Regions from separate parts of the Triticum aestivum genome. Here region 2 is linked to region 1. A link is a contact called in public Hi-C data. All regions are on one chromosome and are shown on one strand. Each heading gives the region's core, a stretch centred on a gene start, on an enhancer-like site or on the middle of the called end of the contact. The rest is flanking DNA. Distances are from core to core; before and after follow the strand shown.

Region 1 (7,100 bases), core at 3,276-5,775:
TGCTACGATGCCTACCACTTGCTTGCAAGCCTCCCAAATTGCCATGTCAAACCTCTAACCCACCTTGTCGTAGCAAACCGTTGATTGACTATGTTACCGCTTTGCTCAGCCCCTCTTATAGCGTTGCTAGTTGCAGGTGAAGATTGGAGGCCGTTCTCTGTTGGAACATTTATTTACTTGTTGGGATATCATTATATTGCTATGTTATCTTAATGCATCTATATACTTGGTAAAGGGTGGAAGGCTCGGCCTCTCACCTAGTGTTTTGTTCCACTCTTGCCGCCCTAGTTTCCGTCTTATCGGTGTTATGTTCCCGGATTTTGCGTTCCTTACGCGGTTGGGTTATAATGGGAACCCCTTGATATTTCGCCTTGATTAAAGCTTTTCCAGCAATGCCCAATATTGGTTTTACCATGCCACCTACCCTTTTCTTTCCCTTGGATTCTGCAGACTCAAGGGTCATCTTATTTTAACCCCCCCCCCCGGGCCAGTGCTCCTCTGAGTGTTGGTCCACCTGTCAGCTACCGGTAGCCACCAGGGGCAACTCTGGGCTGGCCTACCCGTACCTAGGACAATCTGAGTGTGCCCTGAGAAAGAGATATGTGCAGCTCCTATCGGGATTTGTCGGCACATTCGGGCGGTGTTGCTGGTCTTGTTTTAACCTGTCGAAGTGTCTTGAGTTACCGAGATACCGAGTCTGATCGGAACGTCTTGGGAGGAGGTCTATTCCTTCGTTGACCGTGAGAGCTTGTCATGGGCTAAGTTGGGACTCCCCTGCCGGGATTGAACTTTCGAAAGCCGCGCCCGCGGTTATGGGCAGATGGAAATTTTTTAATGTCCGGTTGTAGACAACTTGAACCTTAATTAATTAAAATGAATCAACCGAGTGTGTTACCGTGACGGCCTCTTCTCGGCGGAGTCCGGGAAGTGGACACGGTGTTGGAGTAATGTTTGCGCAGGTTGCCCCTCTAGTTTCTCGCTCGTGCTTTGCCTCCTCTTCTCGCTTTCTTTTGCGAATAAGTTAGCCACCATACTTGCTAGTCGCTTACTGCAGCTCCACTCTTATTCCACATTGCCTCACCTATAAGCTTAAATAGTCTTGATCGCGAGGGTGCGAGATTGCTGAGTCCCTGTGGCTCACAGATTACTATTACACCAGATGCAGGGCCTGATGATTCCGCTCCAGGAGACGCATACGAGCTCAAGTGGGAGTTCGACGAAGACTCTCAACAATACTATGTTTCCTTTCCCGATGATCAGTAGTGGTGCCCAGTTGGGGGTGAACGGGACCGTGTCCCATGTTGGGTTCTCTTTTATTTTGGCGCCGTAGTCGGGCCATGAGTGTTTGGATGATGTAATGTTACTTATGTACTTGATTGACGTGGTGAGTGTAAGTCAATTATGTTATCTCCCTTTTTATTATCATATTACATGGGATGTTGTGAAGATTGCCTAACTTGCGACTTATGCCTTCAATGCGATTATGTCTCTAAGTCGTGCCTCGACACGTGGGAGCTATAGTCGCATCAAGGGTGTTACAACCATGCTCTAATAGAGGTAGTGTTTGCTACGACAAGGTTGATCATCAAGTAATCCCGATTGAACTGCATCCATAATTCTTTGGGAAAATAACATTGAATGTACAAATGTTTGACAACCTCAATTCTCAAATCATTGAAGCAACACAAAGGATTATAGCCAGTGTAACGTTAGTGTGTCCTAGTTAGTTTAAGTAATCCGCATGGTGAAAATCTTAGGCAGAAGATTAATTAGTTTACTAACTAGTATAGTACCTGTGCGTTGTGACGGGATCAAAGTACATGGTGACACACTATAAGAAAATATGCATAAGATTGATCACATAGTTGAGACAGTACGAAACAAATTCTTTTTAAATGTTGGACAACTACGTGAAACGACAATCTATTGTAAGTTGAACATTATCACACTCATATATTTTTGAAGTGAACATTAAAAAAAATGGATTTTTCATTTATTTTTGAGAACATTTTATGGAAAACATGATTATTTTAAAAATGCTATTAAAAATCATGCATATTTTATATATTTGTGAATATTTTGGAAAATGTTCTAATATTTTTTTACAAACTTTCAAATGCAAGAAAAATTATGGTCTCTTTAATTCAAAGGATTTTTATAGGATCTTTAAAGGATTAGAATCCTTAGAAATTTTTCCTACGTTGGTCATTTGATTCGTAGGATTGAATCCCGTAGGAATTCTTTTTAAGGATTCGTTTGTACTACATTTCACAGGAATTCTAACATCCATTCCAACCTCTCGAAAGAAATTCTTTGTTTTCCCCGTGACACAATCAAACAAACTCAAATCCTATAGGGATCCAATGGACATGCCATTCCAATCCTACGTTTTTTCTATTCCTGTGTTTTTGCAATCTTATGAATCAAAGAGGCTATAAAAATGAGGAAAAAGACAAAGTTAAAAATGGTGAACGAAATATCTAGTCAATAACATTCTAGAAGGTTCCCAAAACCGGGTTCTCTAGTATGAGCTGGCCCAATACATATAACAACGTAAGTGTTCTATATACGAGCTTTTGCGACAATTTGATGCGGCAAGCGTCAAATAGGAAACGCCAAGCTAGACAGACACCCGCTCCATGCGTATGCACAACCAAGAAAAAGCCCGGTCGATTTGATGGGCTGGTATCAAAAAAAGAAAATATCAGATGGGCTGGTCAAGGCGGCGCTATCGCACGGCGCGATGCCGACGTGTAGCGCGCGGCATACCCTATTTGACGCTCGTTAGCGTCAGAATGTTGTGCTTTCGCGCAGGGAGCCATTGGTTGGGCCGGCCCATGTACGGGATCAGCGTTTACCGTTCGATGCGTTCGCTGCCGCTTCCTTCTCTATTCCTTGCGGGGTTTTTTTCGTTTTTCTTCTACGATTTTTTCTTCCAGTGTTTTCATTGTTTTGCCTGGTTTTCAGTTGTTTTTTTTTCCTTTTTCTTTTTTGGTTCTTTTTTTCTTTTATGTTTCCTTTTTATTTTCTCTTTTGTTTTTCTTATCTTTATTGCGCATTATATAAAAAGTTCACCGCATATTACAAAAATCTTCATCATATTAAGAAAATGTTCATCGTATATTATGAAATAGTGCACCTTGCATTCTAAAATTGTTCATCGTGTATTACAAAAATGTTCATAGTATATAATGAAATTGTTCAACGTATATTAAAAAAAGTTCATTGTGTATTTAAAATTTGTTCATCGTATATAAAAAAATTGTTCAACGTATACAAAAAAAATGTTCAGTTGTGTATTTAAAAAAAATTCAGTATTTGTTTTAAAAAACTCTCTGTATTCTAAAGTTTGTTCAACGCATATTATAAAAATATTTATTTTAAAAAATAACATGATTTGCCGCTGCCTTTTATACTTTAAGACAGGCGCTGCAATTTTACCGTTGTAGGTAGCTAGCTCGGCTGGTTGGCTCGCTTGGATCCAGAATGAGGTCGGCAGCGTGCTTATCGGGCCGGCCCGTTTGCGCTTCACTTCAGCGAAGCCGCGTCGCTCGGACGCTCACGGGCGGCGTATAGGAGCTCTCGTAGCGCGCAGGAGTAGTACGCACTGGGTTCCAGACTCAAAAAAAAAAAAGTACGCACTGGGTTCCGCCACTTTCGCCACAGACAAGGCCTATCCGGTCGGCGGATCACCTCCGCGTCATGGTCGCATGTTTTGCACGAGCTATAGTTATTGGATTGAGATCAGGTCGACCAACAATCCGATTCTATTGCCATCCGCTCAACGTGGTCCGACATGGATCAGCATGCAGGATTTTGTGTGCTTATTAAAAAAAGTGCAATATGTTTATCAGTACTTTTCGAATGAAATGGTCCTCGTATGCGCGGTGCGGGGAGGCATAGCAGGCAGTAGCACAGATCTATCCTGGGAGCGGAGATGCACCGGCTTCTCAAAATGCAGGCAAATCGGATGAATTGGGCTCGGTCTTGGAAAAACAGAAGAAAAATTCTTGCCGTCGTCTCTCCTCCGGGGGCAAGGCTTGGGACACCTCACGCAGTAAAAAAGGCCGGCCGACCCGCACCAGATCACCCAGCAAGCGAGGCGAGTACACACAGTGGCATCGCCGATGGAGCACGCATCGCAGCAGGGCCAGGGCCAGGGCGAGGGCAGGACGGAGGATGCGCGCGCTGTGATCCAGGCCATGCGCGGGGGCCACGGGCGAGCGGGCGAGCGAGCAGCCGCAGCGACGATGCGTGATCAGGTCGCCCACCCCCGTCCGTCCGTCCCAGCTTTCTCGCTCGTGTCCGTGGAAGCATCTTTCCTTGACAGCTAACGACTCGGGGGCACCCATCCAAGCAGATACGCATGGCCGTGGGGCGGGCCGGGAGGACGGACGGGCGCGGCAACAAGAGGACAAGGCCAGATTCTGATCTCCACACGCCTGCTGCCTGCTCCTCCACCACCACCACCACCATCAGAGATGAGTGAGCGAGACCCGGGGTGGGCCTGCCTCTGCCTATCACACACCACTGCCCGCCCAGTGCTGCCACCGATCCCGTTGCCGTCGGCTTCGGGGCCTGCACTGCCCGCCCGTACCGTACCGTAGGTTGGGCGCTGCCGTGACGCCACAGTTCTCTCCGACACCGCACTGTACGTCCGTGCGTGCACCTTCTGGGCCACGTACTACTACCCTGTGCGCATGATCTGGGTTGAGTCAAGAGAGGGCGCACCGAGCGCGAGCGGCATCTCGACCGGGATCACCATCGAGTTGCCCGGATTCCAGCTTCTTCTTCTTACTGATTGATTGATAAAGCAAAGCAGCGGAGCCAATGCTAAAGTCTGATTCTCTCGGAACTTGCATGCTCATCGTGTCATGTATATATCAACTTTATTCACGCGTAACTAGCTTGACTCGCACGGCCTACAGGTACTACTAGTAGTAGAAGCCATCTACTAGTATGACAATAATTTGTCCAGATCAAGTTTCCCCGACAGGGAAAGCTCTCCAAAAATGCATGCCACACACGTTCGCTGTGGACGTTTATATAGATAACCTAAAGAAGAAGCATGATTGAGCTAACTGAGACAATCGGACAACTCCATATAATAGTGGCAGCAGCTCTTGTGGACCCTTTGGTCGGTCATGTTCATACACAAGCTCTGTCCCTAGCAGTCCCTGAAAAAAAAATCTCCAGGTTTTCATTCATTTCCTGCCGGCCAGGGAAGTAGCTGTCCCGAAATCTGAGTTTTTTAGTGGCATGCTAACTTGACAAGACGACTTTCATCATTTTCAGTCCTCGATAACTCGAAAAAAGGCCCCATTCTACTTCCCCTTCCCGGCTCGTAAGCTTTACACCAGCAAATTGCGATTTTGGAGATTTGCACGCTGCATAGATGTCCGGATCGCGTCATTACCAAAAACGAGGCACATCCGACGCAACTTGGTTAATCAAGTATGAGTTGTTGGGCCCTGTTTTAACATAAATTTAGTAGCCGCATGCTTCCTCGGAGGTTCTTGCCCCATTTGGCCGCACACGGAGGTCTACAAATAAAGATCACCATGAATGGCGGATCAGCCTCTCACCGCGTTCAATCGCGGGCTCGATTCGGCAACTCTCACACTCTCGGCAACCTTTCTATTATGGCTCGAAAAGTAGCTTAACTGGTGCTAGGTTTGCAGGTCTTCCCAAACTCTCCAACCTGATTGCATCACAGCTCAACCTGGTGAAATTCCTTGTGGCGTGAACCACAATATTAACCCAGGCAAAACGCACCGGATCTTCTGATGATGATAAAAAGAAAGACCATCCAATCCGCGTCAAAAAGGCATCAGGTGCGGAGTTGAGTCCATCTCCATCCATCGCCGAGATGCCCCGGCAGCTTTCGCCGTCGGCCGTCGGATGGAGATTCCTCCCGCCCCTCGTGGGGTGATGAAAGAGGAGGAAGCCGTCGGGGTGGGTGGGATCGCTAGCTTTTGGCAGCACATTCCCCTGCGCTGCGCCGGGCCGGATCAGTGGAGGGAGTCGCGTGGCGTTGCCGTGAGATGGGCAGGGGTGGTTGGGATACGCGCACCTGCGCAGCGCAATAGCTGCAATCTGCCTGCAGCTGCTGCTGCGCATTAGATCCTAGCTTTTGTCCTTCCTTGCTGGTTCCTGGCTGCCCTTTTGCCTCCAGAACTAGCAATCTGGCCTTTCTGCACAGCACATGAGGTGAGGCGAGGCAAAGCTTGCAAGAAAAGGAGCAAAAGTAGATTGGGTGGATAAAAATAAGCAAAGTACCAAGTGGCCTTTTGCGACCCCAGTCGTTACAGGGCCAATAATGCAATCCCTGCTCTCTCGGCTTGCATGCCCAGTCGTGCACATGTCATGGAACGGAAACTCTTTTCATATGCTCTCTGTTTAGCATTTTCCTTAACTGTTTTATAGTACTAGTACTAGTAGTAATTAGACTTCTTGCTCAGGCAAGCAACACAGTTTAGCTGGGGCTCACTTTTTTTCCCCCGAGGGTTAGCTGGGGCTCACGTGGATGGTCGGAAAGCATCACTAGCAGATCCCACAAAAGACACGAAAGTTTAAAATAACCGTCATTTACGGTACAAGGTGAAAATAAATGTCCATACCAGATACCACAAAGCTTCCTCGTCTCGTAGATATCTAGGAGGCCGCTTTTTCAGGGACCTGTAAAACAAAAGACGGTTGGCAGGAGGAAACTTTCAGCTCCCGCGCCGTCCATCCTCGCCACCGCCGCCGTTGTCCTAACTCGATTCTGGCCATCCATGCCGCCGGAGACCAGGGGAGCGGACCATGCTGACCTCCCACCCACAGCGCCCACGTTCCTACAACTCGTCTTCTCCACCTAAGGCCTCGGCGCGACCGCCGCTCCCCCCCCCCCCCCCTCGCGGCGCTCTCCCTCGCTCTCGAGTCAGTCATCTTCGTCGCTCATATGGAGATGACCCTCCGGGCGCGGTGGCCAGCGATGAGAAGCGAGGGGGCGCCGCCAGGCCATCCACTTCTTCTTCCTCATCGCGGGGCATCAACACGGCACCGGAAGGCCCTCTGATGCGGCTAGCGTGATAGACGAGTTGGAGCTCGAGGCGGCC
Region 2 (7,100 bases), core at 2,331-4,830, 690 kb after region 1:
AGGGTTTGTGTCCTGCATAGGAAGGTGAGACGACGGCGGCTCCCTGAAGATGGAATAGAGGTCTCCCGGCCGAGCTCCCGTTCCAGTGATGCGTCTAGCATTCGTTGGTGGGCGTGTGGAGGCGTGTCCCCGGCGGATCTATCTTTGGTGGATTTGCTCGGATCTCGTCGTTGTTCGTCTACGTTCGTGTGCCTTTGGGTTGAATCCTTCCGACCTATGTTATTCTTCATCGGCGGCGGTTGCTGTCCTGGTGCGCTGGTCCTATGAGACCTTAGTACGACGACTTTCCGACTGTCTACTACAACAAGTTGTGCCCGACTCCGATGATGAAAGGGTGATGACGGCGGCGCCTTCGGCTCGCTTCAGTGCTTGTAGTCGTCGCTAGGTCGTCTACGATTCTGGATGTAATTTTTATTTTTGATGTCCGTTGTACTGTCATGATTGAAGATCAATAGATCGGAAGTTAAAAAAAACATTTTCAAAGATTTTTTACGCGAGACACTGACCCGCTCCCTGCTGCTGCGCTGATCCATTCACCAACCCGTTGTGTGTGGGAGGGGGGAACCGGGAAAGTAAAGAACAGTCAGAGATGGTGGAAAACCAAGCAAGCAATGGTAGCATAGCATGTCCCGAGGGAGGGGATGGGTGGGGGACAAGACAAGTCCTCGTCGTCGCTCACCTGAACAAAATCCACACACCTCGCTTTCTTTACCTGCGGGGGATGGGCCGATCCGCATAGATTTTTTTTTTCCCATTAACGCCTTGGTCGCTCTCGTGGTCACATCACTTAATGCCAGGTCACGCCCCTAACAGCAACACGAACCCCGTCCCTCCCTCCCTCCCTCCCTCCTCGGAAAATCAATGCCGCAGCGCAGCGCCTCCCCCATCCATCCACATATCTTTCTTCAGACTCGTCAACGCCAATACAGATCAGATCAGATACACTCCTCCTACCTGCGCTACATACACCTAGATGGCTACGGGGAATGTGGTTGAGCAAATCACATGACATCGTGGTACTCTCTGATCGTCACTGCCAAGTCAGCGCGTGTTTGAGAATTCAGATCCACGGTACCACACGATCTCTAATCTGCCCTGCTAAATTATCACTGCCAAGTCGCTCAGATGATCAGGTGGGCAAGATACTGTCAGCGTGGTTGGGAATGCCTGCTTCACACCTGCTAGTGAATAGTGTGACGCGTTCGCGCATTGGGAGAGCAGGGAGATACTGTTGATTTGAACATACCCCCAATTAAGCACCACTGTACGCGCACAATTCAACATGGTTTTCTTTTTTTTGTTCTTCTCTCAGGCTACAGGAAACAGTAAGATTTTAAAATGGAGCAGGGAAGATTTACAAATGGTTACTGGTACAAGAAACTCCAATTTGGCTTGCTCTGAATCATGATCCTAGCAGCAGCGGCAGCAGAATGTAAGAGCAACTAGTGCAACCTTTGCTACACATGTTCATCCTCCTGAAGCCCGAAGGACGAGGAGCTAAATTGTCATCATGCCGGTACAAACAAACTTTAAATTCACCTCCAAGCTCAGGGTGGGTGGGTCCTTGACATTATTCAATCCTGCCTATATCATCTCTACTCGAGTCGACTCACCTATGCAATCTGCAACGGTAGATGATTGCATCACTTGTTTCGCGGGATCACGGCTCAAGTGTCAGTCGCCGGGATGAGCAGAGCAGACTGGCCCCTGGAGCCTGTATCCTCCGCGCAATTCGCAAGGATTCAATTTTCTTTCCTCAGACAACCAGCAACATGAATGAAAGTACTTACTAGCAGGCACCAAATTTTCACAACTTTTTTACCGTCTAAAATAATTGTCTCTAGGGCTAAGCTTTTATGTCATCAACAGCAAAGAACAAGGAGAGAACGGGAACAGCAATGACAAATATCCGCAACACAAGAACAGAACAGAAGCACTGGCCAAGAGAGAGAGAGAGAGAGATAGAAAATATGGATGGATTGGATGGATGGATGGGTGGGTGGCGGAGCGCTAATTCCCAAGAATTCTTGGCCTTCTATGATATGACGATGCGGTGAATCTTGCTGGGATTCCATGCCGATCTGTGGGAAGTAGCGGCGGCGGCAGAGGGGAAAACGAATTTTATATACCCGAGGAGGACGGACGGACGGACGCCATTCGATGCCGGTCACCGTCGATGTCGACGCTCAGTGCTCGCCGGAGGTCGGGAACAGCGTCAGCTCCCGGCGCCCGCCGCCGCCGCCGCCGCCGCGGGACCCTAGCTCCAGCTCCTCGGCGAAGGACGACGGCGCCATCATCCCCATCGCGGCCCCGCCGCCGACCATGCGGTGGTGCATCCCGGGCGGGCCGACTGGCGCGCCGCTGGCCACGGCGCGGCTCAGGAAGCCGTGGTCGAAGCCGCCGCCTGGCCCGGCGCCGTAGTGGCCGAACGGGCGCGCGGCGGGGTGGTGGAAGTGGCCGATCTGCTGCGGGTGGTGGTGATGGTGGTGCGCCGCGGGGTGGGACGGCATGGCGGCGTAGGGGGTGTAGGGGTCGGCGACGGCCGGGCCGCGGCCGGGCGGGAGGAACGGGGAGGGCCCGGTGGCGAAGAGGTGCTCGGTGGCTGCGTCGGTCCCGGAGCCGGAGGAGTGGCTGCCTCCCCCGCCGCCACCGCCGTTGCCGAGCCCCTGCATGCGCTTGAGGTAGAGGCGGTACTTCTGGAGGTGGGACGCGACGTTCTCGCGCGTGAGGCCGTCCACGCTCATCAGCTGCATTATGGTCTTGGGCACGGCGTTCTTGATGCCGAGGTGCGCCACGGCATCAACGAAGCGCTTGTGCAGCTGCGGCGTCCACACGAGGCGCGGCCGCTTGAGGGTCCTGGCCGGCTCCTCGCCGTTGCCGCCCCCGTTGCCGCCGCTGGAGCCGGCGGCCGAGGACGCGCCGCCGTTCATCTCCTGGCCGCCCGCGCCGCCGGCCCCGTCGGCGCCGCCGCTGAGCGGGCCGCCCCCGCCGTGCGTGGTGGGGATGTCGAAGGCGGCGGCGAGATCGCGGGTGATGAGCGACTGCGAGAGCGGCATGAGCTCGTCGGGCGCCGGCAGGTCCTCGTCGAAGCGCGCGAACCAGCTGGGCTCCTCCTCCTCCCTCATCCTCGCGGCCCGGCCCGGAGCGGAGCGGAGCAGAGCAATTCGCCGCCTTGGCCGCAGTCGTCCGCTGGCAGCAGCGGCGTGCTCTCGCGCTGGGAGGAGGGCGTGGGGAGGAAGGAGAGGATGGGGAGGGAGGGAGGGGGGTTACTTCGAGGTGGATCTCTCTTCTTCTAAGCTTTCGTGGCGCTCTCTCTCACTCGTTTGGGTCTTTCTTTCTGCCCGCTGCTGCGGCTGCTGCTGCGATATCCCCCTCTTTTCTCTCTCTCCCCCCCTCTATCTATCAACAATCTGCTCACACCTTTTTCACCCCTTCCCTCTCCCTCTCTCTCTAGGACGGACGATAGGCCGACGATGAGTGAGGAGGAGGGTATCTGATGAGTTCGGGAGTGGTGCGGTGCAGTTCAACTAGTGGGCTGCCCCGCCCTGCCTCCGTCCGTCCGGCTTTAAAGCTATTTTTGTGCTATCCTCGGTTGCTTTCTTTGTTTGCTCGCTTGTTGGTCCTGCCTTCACACTCGATTTTAATTGTGCGTGATTCTCCTCCCCCTTTCCCCTCTCCTCCTACATATCCTACATAAATACTCACTAATAACTTGTCGCAGGTATGGATGTATCTAGATGTATTTTAGTTCTAGATACATCCATTTCTGCGACGAGTAATTTAGAACGGAGGGAGTACGTAATAATAAAGAGGAAAAGAAAAAGATAAGCCGAGCGATTTCGTTTTTCCGGGATTTCCGGGGCGCATATCTACACAACACATGCACAGGGTGACAAAACAAAAACACTGGACTGGAAAAGGACGAGACGGGACGAGACGACGGGGAGATATCTTCTTAGCTGGAGTTTGGTTTGTCCTCATGTGGACATGTCGCTCGCCTCGCCCCGCCGGATCAAACCGAACCGAGCCGAACCGGGGAGCGGGAGTGGTGTGGTGGGGAGGGGGAATCTCGTGTGGCTCGTGTGGCCTCGGGGTCGAGGTGGATATCGCGCGCGTCCCGCGTTGGTTGCCTGGACGGACGGACGGACGGAGGACGGATCGATCGTCTGGACCGACTGGATCTATGCACGCAGGGGTGGGAGGGAGGGCTGGATCTGGTACGTGCTCCCACCTAGCAGCTGCTGCTGCTGCTGCTGCCGCAGGTACAGCCGTTCAGCGTCTAGGAATGTAGCAGGAGTAGGATTTGGTTGGGTGAATCTCATGTCGCTGTTCCGGTTAAAAGTTACTAAAAAAATCGTATTTCACTGGATTTGATTGTGAATGCAGCGGTCAAAGGCTCCTTGCATTCTCACCATTTGTTTTAATGGGTACACCTATCTCGCTTTCAATCAAGCTAATAAACATGGCCTATTGGGTCTACTCTCGCAGCTTCTTCTTTTTTTCTTTCTGCACAGAAAAGGGAAGTGGTAATACTGGTAATAATTGAGGAAAGGCAGGATTCAATTTGGATTTGTTCTCGGCAGTGGCAATTGAGCCGGGGACAGCCGTTTTACCACCAATTGATTGGTGGTGTTATCCAAGTCTTTCGAAAATATTTAATAGAGAAATGGATGTATCTAGACGTATTTTAGTTATAGATACATTCATTCTTATACATTTCTGCGACAATTACTTCTAGACGGAGCGAGCGCTAATCTTCTATGGTGCACTACTCTTATCCATTGATGATGAAAATTAAATTTATGTCTAAAATGAAAGATAATGTGTATCTTACAGGGAGGTGTAGCATTAATTTATACCATATTTGAGTTCGGTTACACAACACAGTTCCTAACAAAATTACCATTGCGGGCTTATTTTGTTTGTAGGATCTAAAAATACCATGACAATAAAAGATAGATTTTTTTTTTATTTTAAAGAAATGGGTTGCAAGACATAAGGCCAACTTCACCGCGCGTCCCCAAACAGACGTCCGTTTTACCCGGATTCTATCCGTTTGGGTAGGGCGATGGGGTCGTGTCCGGGCCTGTTGTCGGATGTGGTGACCGTGCGATCAGCGCGCGGCCGCATCCTTTGGCCCCATCTTGTCCGTCTTCATTTTAAAAACAACAGCGTTCGAACTACCAAGCCCTAGTTCAGGCCAGCGGCCCTAGTTCACACCGGCAACAGAGCCAGCGGCCAGCAACACAACCAGCCTCCAAAACGAATAGTTTTGTTCGCCGTCAACACAGCCAGCCTCCAAAAACGAATGTGTTTCTCACCGGCACACAACCAGCGGCCCAGCGAGCGGCACCCATGCCAGCCTCCAAAAAAGAACGGCCACGGCCGATCGAACAACCTAGTTCAGGCCGTCGGCGTCGAACATCTCCTTCTGCCCGCCTCGAACCGGCTCCTCGTCTTCTCGCTCATCTTGGTCAAATCCACGCTCATGATCGCAAGGGCCACCTCCTTTACTTTGGTTGCGGCATTGGTGGCCTCGATGTCGAGTTGCCTCTGCTTGGCTGTGACATTGGCGGCCTCGATGTCGAGCTGCCTTTGCCGGGACGCCTCCTCCAAGTCGATCTTCCTTTTCTTGGCCGCCTCCTCCATCTCAAGTTTCTTCCTTTGAAGCTCTAGGTATTGCTTCATTTGCTCGTCCTTGCTTTGCCGCTTCTTCTCGTCCCTCACATCCTTTTGAGACATCATGCCATGCAAAGTCTCATGCAAGGTCATGGATGAGGCATCACGTATGTCGTCCACCTTGGAGTTGGTCTTGCCCCTTGGCCTCTTCAACGCCTCGCCATCTCCACCTTCGGCCAACTTGGTCGTCTTCTTGCCTTTCTTCCTTTGAAGTTCACGTATTGATCCTTGAACTTGGGGCAATTGTTGATGATCGTCCAACAATGCGTAAGAGTGAATGGCTTGTCATTGTGCCGGGCCTTGAATGCTTCCAAAGATTAAAATGCCTACACCACATGATCAACAACAATTGAACATGCAAACATATACAAGGCCGAAGTCTCATGGCCGTAGCAACGAAAGAACTAGGATGAGGAGAGCATACCATGTCCCCAACGCCGAGACCACTCACGGGCCGTTCTTCAACGCTCTCAAGTGCGGCGCAATACTTGTTGCATTCTTGTTGGATGAACAACCACCTCTTTTCAATTGAGGTGATGCCACGGTTGCTCGTAATTTGATAGGGCTCAAACATCTTCCTTCATGGAATGTTTTGTGGACTCTCTTCCAAAAAACAAGGCCCTTTTGTTGCGCGCCGGTCCTCGGATCTTGGCTAATCTCCATCCAACATTGGCAAATCAACTTGTCCTCCTCTTGTGTATATGAACCCGTGCGAATGCTCTTCCTCCTTTTTTGTGATTCCGCTCTTTGGGTGGGCTCGTTGATGAACAATGGCTCGCCACTAATATCAATGTCATTGCCTTCTTATTCATCATCATCACCTTCGCAATAGATGTCATCGTCTTCATGCCATGAGTCACCATGGTCGTAGTCAGCACGGCCGTTGGCCTCTTCATCGGCAACGTACTGGGCGCGGCCATCGTGACTTTGGGTCTCCTCAGGATCATAGGCACGGCCATGCCCACCCTCGTAGATCACATCCTCCATGAACTGGTTGTAGAAGGGGTCGTCGACCGACGGCGTTGGTGTCGGCATTCCGTCGAACAAGACGTGGGAGGGGGCGGCAGGATTCAATTTGGATTTGTTCTCGACCGTGTCAATTAAGCCGGGGACAGACGTTTTACTCCAATTGATTGATTGGTGGTGTTATCCAAGTCTTACTACTACTATAATGGTTCAGAATATTTAGTATTACCCCCTTCGAGAATATTTAACGAAGAAATGGATGTATCTAGACATATTTTAGTTGTTGATATATTCATTCTTATACATTTTTGTGACAAGTAATTCTGGACGGAGCGAGTACTACTCTTCTACGGTGCATTACTCTTATCCATTGATGATGAAAATTAAATTCATACCTAAAACGAAAGATAATGTGTATCTTACAGGGAGGTGTAGCATTAATTTATGTCATATTT

What was found. A called contact is a pair of places that touch in the nucleus more often than the background predicts.
Region 2: a contact with region 1 is called in a Hi-C map of leaf, with 9 times the contacts expected there. The contact joins the promoter of LOC123055624 here to the enhancer-like site in region 1. A contact is called at or near these places in 3 of 5 Hi-C or Micro-C datasets (all in leaf).

Annotation. Positions count from the first base shown.
Region 1 is chr1A:452,370,711-452,377,810 of IWGSC CS RefSeq v2.1, forward strand. No RefSeq gene overlaps it. Among protein-coding and RNA genes, the nearest start is that of LOC123146260, 110 kb to the left of the region's middle. Within about 2 kb of position 4,526, at least 8 of the 8 cell types and tissues checked have an H3K27ac peak or open chromatin away from gene starts, as enhancers often do. A contact at or near this core is called in leaf, where this site is marked.
Region 2 is chr1A:453,056,813-453,063,912 of IWGSC CS RefSeq v2.1, forward strand. LOC123055624 (transcription factor MYBC1) reads right to left here and starts at 3,581. Exons shown (of 1, transcript XM_044479563.1): 1 at 1,787-3,581. The coding sequence starts at 3,125. The coding sequence ends at 2,187.